Linked DNA regions of Macaca mulatta: region 2 is linked to region 1. Evidence: chromatin contacts called from public Hi-C data. All regions are on one chromosome and are shown on one strand. Each heading gives the region's core, a stretch centred on a gene start, on an enhancer-like site or on the middle of the called end of the contact. The rest is flanking DNA. Distances are from core to core; before and after follow the strand shown.

The links. Hi-C and Micro-C count contacts between places; a contact is called where the count stands out from the background.
Region 2: a Hi-C map of fibroblasts shows a contact between it and region 1, with 2.3 times the contacts expected there. The contact joins two enhancer-like sites. A contact is called at or near these places in 3 of 14 Hi-C or Micro-C datasets (fetal cortex germinal zone, fibroblasts and liver).

The regions. Positions count from the first base shown.
Region 1 is chr4:100,381,490-100,385,732 of T2T-MMU8v2.0, reverse strand. The region is part of intron 1 of NT5E (5'-nucleotidase ecto); the gene reads left to right. Among named protein-coding and RNA genes, the nearest start is that of NT5E, 15 kb to the left of the region's middle. Within about 2 kb of position 1,737, at least 2 of the 40 cell types and tissues checked have an H3K27ac peak or open chromatin away from gene starts, as enhancers often do.
Region 2 is chr4:100,484,598-100,488,840 of T2T-MMU8v2.0, reverse strand. No RefSeq gene overlaps it. Among named protein-coding and RNA genes, the nearest start is that of NT5E, 88 kb to the right of the region's middle. Within about 2 kb of position 1,895, at least 1 of the 40 cell types and tissues checked has an H3K27ac peak or open chromatin away from gene starts, as enhancers often do.

The DNA.
Region 1 (4,243 bases), core at 488-2,987:
ATTAATAAAACTACTCACTCTACCTGCTTCTTTTAAATGGGCTCCATTTTGGTATGATTTGGTGTGTGAACCATTAAAACTTTTTGGAAGTCAGGATTTGAAACAAACTTGGTAAAAAGTAGTTAAGCAATGTCTTCGTTGTAAAGTGAGTGAAACCAAATTGCTTGGAAACAGGTGAAAAGCTTAGCCAAACAGCTTCACAATTCACAGCCTGGCACTCCAGTAGCACTCTCTGGACAATTGCCCAGGTTTTCTTGTTTTCATTTCTGTGTTTTAATTTATAAGTTACCTTTATATTTCTACTAATATTTTACTGGCACTTGTTTGTGAATGAAACAATTTTTTTGAGGGTTTGTTAATTGTTCTGTGTGAGTGTGGAAAGTTTCTTTGATGTAAAACCATCAATTCTTTTTTAAAAAAATAGTGTTTTAGGCTTTCTTCTACATAAAGAAAGTGGTGGGGGTGAGAAGCTGGGGGTGGGCCAGATGCTCACATTATGTTTCTATGATTTTGCTGTTGAAGATACTAAAGATCACTTCGCTGGGCTTTGCTCTCTTAAATTACAGAAAAGTGCATTTGGTGAAGTTTAATGTTTTTAGTAAACACGTACAGGATGTCATAGGGCTAGAATTAAGGAAGGACTAGGGTTCATGAATGAATGAGCTCAATCTTAGTAATGAAATGTTTGGAAGGCAACAGAACAAGAGAGAAAGAGCATCAGAACATGATTTAGACACATAAAAAAAGATATGATTTATACAAATACATTTATACAAATAAAAAAAAGATATGATTTAGGGTCATGGAAATCAAATGCCTAAACTGATGGTTAAACAATAAGTGGCAAGTAACAGTTTAGCTACAAAAAATGGAAATATGGAAAGTTACATGGGAATGTTCAAGAGGACCAAAGAAAGCAGCGTAAGATTATCTGCTCTGTTATGATCCCCTATATTTCACTGCTCTACGTTCTTCTCTTAGGCAGTCTTTTCCTGAGATGTTTTCATGTTATTAATCAAAAATAACAGAAATGAATTAACTAGATCAATGTATTTACAAGATTTTTTGAGTGCCTGCAGTATACCTCGGTGTGGTGAGAACTTGGTGTACTGAGGTGAGTAGTATGATCCTGAAGAGCTTAGGAATCACTGAGTTCTCATAAGTGCAATAGAAGAAAAACTGGTAGAAGGAAGTCAAGGTGGGAAATGAAAATACGAGTTTCTAAAGAAAATAAGTATTTATAAAGGAATTTGTCTGCATTAATTTCTGTGGAAAAGTTAGCTATGTATAGAAGAAAGAAACTTGTTAGTGATTCTTTCGTTCATTCATTTATTCATTCAACAGTGAATCCCTGACGTGGTGGTACTAACTACTTGCACTGTGGTAGTGCGAGGGATACATTCGCTGTGCAAGTAGTTAGGAATTTTTTTTTTTTTTTTTTTTTTTTTTAGTGTTTTGTATGTGCTAAGCTTTATGCAAATGTACAACCAAGCACAGAGGTTAAGAACTTTGGAATCAAACAGAAGTGGTTCTAGTCCCAGCTCCCTCTTACAAATTGTGTGATCTGCAACAATTCATTTAACTTCTCTAGATCTCAGATTTTCTCATCAGTAAAATGAGCGCAATAAGAGTACCACCCTCACAGCATGAAATCAGATTTTCTGTACTCTGTACATATTCACTTTCCATGACGCTGGCATGTGGCAAGTGCTGACTCAATGCTGGCTCATTTCCTTAACTGCTTTTATTTTATTCATTCACTGCCCATCTGAGATGTGCCCTGGGTCACTGCTGAGGAGCGGGAGGAGCCTGGGAGGGAGCTACCCCTGCCTTGTTTCCTCATACTTTATGGGGTAGGTATCAGGAATGAGGCTGAAGGGGAAGGCAAAACCAGATCCCTAAGAGCCCCATGGGCCCTGCTTAGGGTGTTTACTTCTATCATAAAGGCTGTGCCTCTGTGGAGACCTAAGGTGGAGATTGCCAAGGTCAGGTTTGCACTTGAGAAAGATTTTTCTGGCAGCAATATAAAGAACAGTTTAGCGAAAGAAACAAGAATAGCTGGAAACCCAACTAGGAGGCTGTGATAGTCCAGGAGCACACTAAGGCAGCAACAATAGGTGAATGGAAACTGGAGCATTTAGGTAAGGGAGAGGGATGCCAGAGGAAGTGACGGTGAAGGAGAGGGGAGAGGGCAGGACTCCACCGCCCCAGGGTTTCTGGCTTTATTGACTAGGTATATGGTAGCATCTTGGGCCAAGACAGTGAGTCACAGGGAAGGGGCTTTGAGCCTGGTAAGCTTGGGGCACATTTGAGACATTGGGAGGAAATGACACATGGCAGTTGACATACAGATCTAGACATCAGGAGAAAAGTCAGGGCTGGAGATTTTCAGTTTACAGTTGAAGGTATGAGTAGGAATGAGATCATTTACTCAGTCCATCCCACCACATTGAGCACCATGAATCAGGGACTCCTCTCCCCATGGGGCAAGGGAGATGAAAAGACAGTCAAAGTCACTACTTTCAGGGGGATTAGGCTCAAGTTAGGATGGAGAGGTGGAGAAGGCATCAAACAAATAAAGGAAAACTATAACTTCAGCTATTGCCGAGTGCTGGGAATATAATGTTGCGGTTAAACTGCAAGGTGGCTAACAAGTTGGATAGTCTTTCTTGAAGAACTGTAGAAACATTCATTAAAAACAAAATAATTTTATAGTTAAGCCAGAGAGTTATTGTACTGTAACAAGGGAGACTTATTTCACCATAGGAAAAAATCATAACATTCTGAGAATAGAAGGAAAAAATAACAATTACCCAAGCCTGCAAGAAGGTGTAAGACCAGATCAGCTTTTAAGAGGAAAATTAATTACATAACAGGAAGAGGTAAAAATGGGTAGATCATCAGAGATGGGGGAAAAGGCAAATTTCAAACTTCTGAATTTAATAGGGGAGACAAGAATGTAGGAATGTAAAGACATTGTGCTGCTTTCTCTGCATAAGCACATTCACATGAGGATATATACATAACCCTTGGAGGCACAGGTACTCAGTGAATGCCTGTGTGCCAAAGAGGGGGACAGCACTGAGCAGGAGAGGTGGCAGGGCCCAGTGGCCCAGGAGCACTCATATAGTCAGGAGACTGATACAAAAGAAAGACCCTGCTAATATGCCATTACAGAGTGTGGAATGAGCAAGGAAGGAAGAGGGTGAGGCTGTAAGAGAGCGCACGGGGCCCTCATTTAAATGGATGGGTCACCAACCAGCACTTCATGCCTGTTCCTAGACGACCCACAAAGTGAAATGAAACTGGATGTGGTATTTAGAAAGTTTGAGATCTGCTGGTTTAAGTACTAAGTCAGCAAACCAGCCTTGGCAGCCCAAGCAGGTAGGTAGGGGGCCAGAGGAGATGGGTGTATCCAGGAGGCCAATGGAGGAAGGACAGGAAGGTTTTCTGGGAAGCCAGCTGACATGTCATGCTTTGTCATTGGGGCCACTGCATGGATTCCCCCCAGTCCCCCCACCCCAGCCCCCGACTCACTATGGGGAGCTGCACAGTGACAGACAATGGGTGGTTTTGCACCCAGCAGCCACTCTTCAACCAGTGAGGAATGGGAGAGAGCTAAGAAGGATTGCTTGTCACCATCCCTGCTCCTCCTGAAGTCCTCCGCTGGAAACAGGTTCAGAACCCGCTGAAGGTTGCATAATCATTTCACCATGGAGTTCTTCCCCAAATATGAAACTGCTAGGACTGGAGCAAATGGTGCCCAGAGCTGACTGGAGGAGGAAGCCAGAGCCACACTGGAATATATGGAGATGCTAGCTCCTGCCAGCTATTGAGGATCTTCATCTTCCCACAAGAGTGCTTGGGAAGAAGCAATTGTGGGAACCTAGGTGAATGATGACCAAGGAGATGAAATGAGGAAGGAGGCCTTTGGTCTCTGCCAAGCGTACCTTTCAGGTTGCCTTTTGCTAACGTCCTGCTGATGTTAATCATTCTCTCCAGCAGATAGCAGCTTAAATGATGGGATCTGAGATGTGGGTTTATAAAAGAAAAACGACATGGAAAAATTGGGCCGAGGCTGGTAAATGTGAACATTGGAACCTGCCCCCGATCTGAGATGGTGGGACAGTGGACCCCTGGTCAGCTCTCCAGGTGTTGTGTATGCACATTGGCAAACCACCTTTCCTAGGTGGTGTGACACCCGGGTAGCAGTTCTCAACCAATATGATGATCTGAATGTCCC
Region 2 (4,243 bases), core at 646-3,145, 100 kb before region 1:
ACTCTGAAGTTCTGCCACCTTCATAGCCTCTAGCAGGAAAACTGGGTACAGCCCCCTCCTTCATGTTCTTGAATTCTACAGTTTGAACTGAGGGCTTTGTTGCCATCTGGGACTCAGGGAAGAGGGTGGGCATGAGACCTCTCTCTATGAGCCCATTTATGTCTCTGCTCTCAGACTTTCCCTTTTCTTCTCCCCTGGAAATGCTCAGCAGGTTATGTGTTGCCATTAGCTTCTCCACATATATTTATTGTAACATAGTTCATCTTCAAGTGTTTTCCATCCCAAATCATTCAAATTCCCATCAGTGTCATCACCAAAAGAGAGAAGAAACCATGGGAGTATGGGAGAATGTGTGCAAAATGCAGGAAGCAGAAAATAAAGCAACCTTGTCAAACTGTCCCTATCCTCCTGGGGGGACCTGCCTCATCACCAAAGCAAATCGAAGGACTGTCCCTCCTTTCCACGGTAGCACCACCTGCACTTCTGAGATCTTGCTTCCCCTTGAAATTATCCTTCACTGTCATATGAAAGCAAGCATATAAATATACACAAAGAGTTGTGGGTGAAGCACACTCTAAGGTAAGGGACAAATGAATTTATAAATTATGCCTTGATGAATGAAAAGGGGCCGGCAGGCTGAGGAGCTGGAGAGAAGTTGGCCAGACAGGTGAAGCTCTTAGGCACAGGATTCTCTTAGACACAAGTACACATTGCCACTTGGCATGTTTAAAGAATTATGAGGCCGGGTGTGGTGGTTCATGTCTGTAATCCCAGCACTCTGAGAGGCCACGGTGGGAGAATTGCTCCAGGAGTTTGAGATCAGCCTGGGCACACAGTAAAACCCTGTCTCTACAAAAAAATTTTAAAAATCAGTAGGGTGTGGTGGTGCATGTCTATAGTGTAAGCTACTCAGGAGACTGAGGGGGGAGGATTGCTTGAACCCAGAAGGTCAACGCTGCAGTGAGCTATGGCCATGCCACTGCACTCCAGTTTGTCTCAAAAAAAGAGAAACTGTCCCCCCAACAAAATTATTATAAGTCATTTCACAGACAGTTAATTCTTGTTATATGTAGTAGTTATATTCTGTAAAGTCTCACAAACACTGAATGAGTAAATACTGAACCATTGCTCCTAGGGGAAATACAAGTTTAGATTCCTGAAAGCGACTGGTCACAATATTTTCATTAACTGGTCAATTCATGCCCTTCTTTTATTTATGTTTCTGTTTAGAGACACCTTATTTAAAATATATATATATATATATATATATATATATATATAGTTGATCCATGAACACTGAACTCACAGCCAATAGCACTATAGCTCGTGCCTGAATGAAGCTTATCTAACGTGTATATTTCCGTAAGGTACATCACAGTCTTTCTGCACTTAGAAACTCTAGGCAGCACTTTGGCAATGTACTTGCAGGCCATTCTAAACAGCTAAGTCACCAACAAAAAGCACAAAATATGGAAAACATGGTACTAAACAGACCTCAAAAAAGACATTTTAATAGCATAAGAGCTGAAATAAGAAGGCAGAGTGTCAGCTTGTTTGACCTCAGTGGAAACATGAACATCAGATGACTCAGATGTTTCACATGTGCAGGCACATGCTCATGAATGACAGCCAAAGCACCACGAATATTGATTTGAGGATTAAATAAATAAATTTTAGTGAGTAGGCAAATTTGCAAATTTGGAATCCATGAATAGTAAGGATCAACTATAGCTAGAGCAAAGAGTAGGTGCTAGTGTGCACAACTGCTTTAGGGTATAAGGCCAGACAGGCCAGAAAACAAGTTATCAAGGGCCTGTGTGTCAAGCTCTTGAGCACACCCTCCCTCAGGGTGGTTGTTTGGAAGGAGCAGCTTGGAGGCAAGGACAGTGAAGTGAGTCACTGACTTCAAGGATTCAATTCCCTGGTATGAGGAACATGGATGCTGCTGGTGACCACTAGGGAGACATTATTTTGAGTTTACCTAATTAATACCATTCAGACATACTCTGACTTCATCAAGATGCTAGGGGAGAAAACTAAAAGAGGGGTCACTGTTCCTTTATATGTGGCCATTACATAACTAGCACATTCTACATTTATGAAGAAAACACTGTGTGCAGCGGCACAAGCAGAAGTCGCGACTGCCCATGTGGGCCACAGTACTGAACAGCCTTAACAGTGAAGGCAGTACTCAAGCTGGCAGCTGCCCAGGGTGGACCACTCAGGAAGTCTGCCAGAGGACCAGAGATGATGTGTGGCCCCACAGATTCTTTGGGTAGGATTAAGGGGTTTCTGATATTCCTGTGATTCTTACCCTGTCCTGATTGTCCTCCCCAGACTCAAACCTGGGGAAGGAAAGGATACCTTGTAAATCATCACAAATCAGTTAGCAACTTCTGCAGGACTTTTTAGGGGTTGCCATTTAGCACTTGACATCTCAGTAAATACATTTTAAAACTTTTTAATTCCTGGAAAAAGTTATTTTTTTCCTGGAAAACAACTGTTTCCTACAAGGTTCATTATGCTTTAATTTTAAGCTTAAAAAAAATGCCAGCCAAAGCTGTATCATTTTTAGAAATTGCTTTCCATTTTCAAATCTTAGGTATGTAATCTCAACAACTCTAGATTTCAAATTATTTGTTTGTAACCTAAAAAGGTTCTTGTAGGTGCTATCTTAAGTCTCTTTGTTTCTGGAATTCTAGAATTTCCACTCTTTGAAGCTTAGAACTTTTGACAAAGTCCACATCACATTAGAAACAACCATTCAAATCCTGAGTCTATAATTTTCATTGGCAGATGAGAATGGATTCTCGTATGAAGCCTCATAGAACTTAGACTGACCTTTGTAATGGCTGGAGGCTATTGAAAAATGTATTGCTGGACTTTGGAAGAGGTAGATACAGAATATTGCCAAACTGGCTGAGAGAAATTTGTATTAATAGGTAGGAAGTGATGACAGCCTAGGGAAAAATGGAAAAGAGGGATGGAAAGCCCTTCCCAAAGCATCAACTCAAATGAAATAGGCTCTGACCGCAGAAAATTCAGAACTCCTGGCTGACTTGATTCAACATCTTAACATCGGAGTCCACCCCTTCTCTCTGCAAGACATATTCCCTGAGAATGGAGCAGAGGAAGTGGCCAAGCCTGGACTCTGCCTTTGGCTAAATTGGAAGACAGACAAGAAGGGCTGTTTTAAGTGCTACTCATTTGGTTGAGAACATAGTAACTAGACATGATAGGAAAGAGGCCAATCAAAATAATCTTTGTTTAGATTCATGAACGAATAACCTAATCTGCTTTTTATCAACACAAAGCAAAAGCTAGACATAGTCAAGAATTGTGCACAAGAGTTTAAAACATAGTTGGGAGGTTCTTAAGCTACTTGCTGTCTTGAAATAAAAATGACCAAGAAATCGGCCTTTTGGACAAATCACACAGCAGCATCACTAACACAGTCACACCCCAGTAAACGGACTCAAGGTGGCCTCTCCTCTGTAGAGCGGAGCAAAACCGGGTATATCAGGCCCCTGTTCTACAGCTGGAAAACACTTGGCAGATACAGTCACGCAAGTAAAAGTAGCAATTACAAACATTATGGGAAAAATAAAATAAAAGCTAATGCCCGAAAGTCTATGGAACACAGAATAGAAACTATAGCCTGCTTCAGATAATGTGTGTCTTATATTTTCGCAGCTGAATTTTCAAAAGGATTTTAACATGTATTTTACAAGTGAGAACCTAGATTCAGCCTTACAAAAATTCTAGTTAGACAACTACATCCCTGAGACCATCTCATTTTGAAGGGGGAAGGAAAGGGTTGAATTAATGAAATAAATCATATAGTAATGCAATTTTATTCTTTTCTGACATAGACTTAACAAAAAAGTTAATTTCATAGGCAGTTTTCAGTAAAGGTTTATAATAAGTCCCTGAATTTTTTTAATTTTTAATTGACACATAATTATACATATTTGTGGGGTACATGTGATATTTAAATACATGTATACAATGTGTAATGATCAAATCAGGATAATTGGCATATCTAGCACCTCAGATGTTTTTTGCGTCGGGAACATTCAAAATCCTCTCTTCTTGCAATTTTGAAATATATAATAAATTATTGTAATTATATTCACCCTACTATACTATCAAATACTAGAACTTATTTCTTTTATCTAACTATAGTTTTATACACATTAACCAACCCCTCCCTGTAGAAATCTCTGAAATATAAAAATTACTG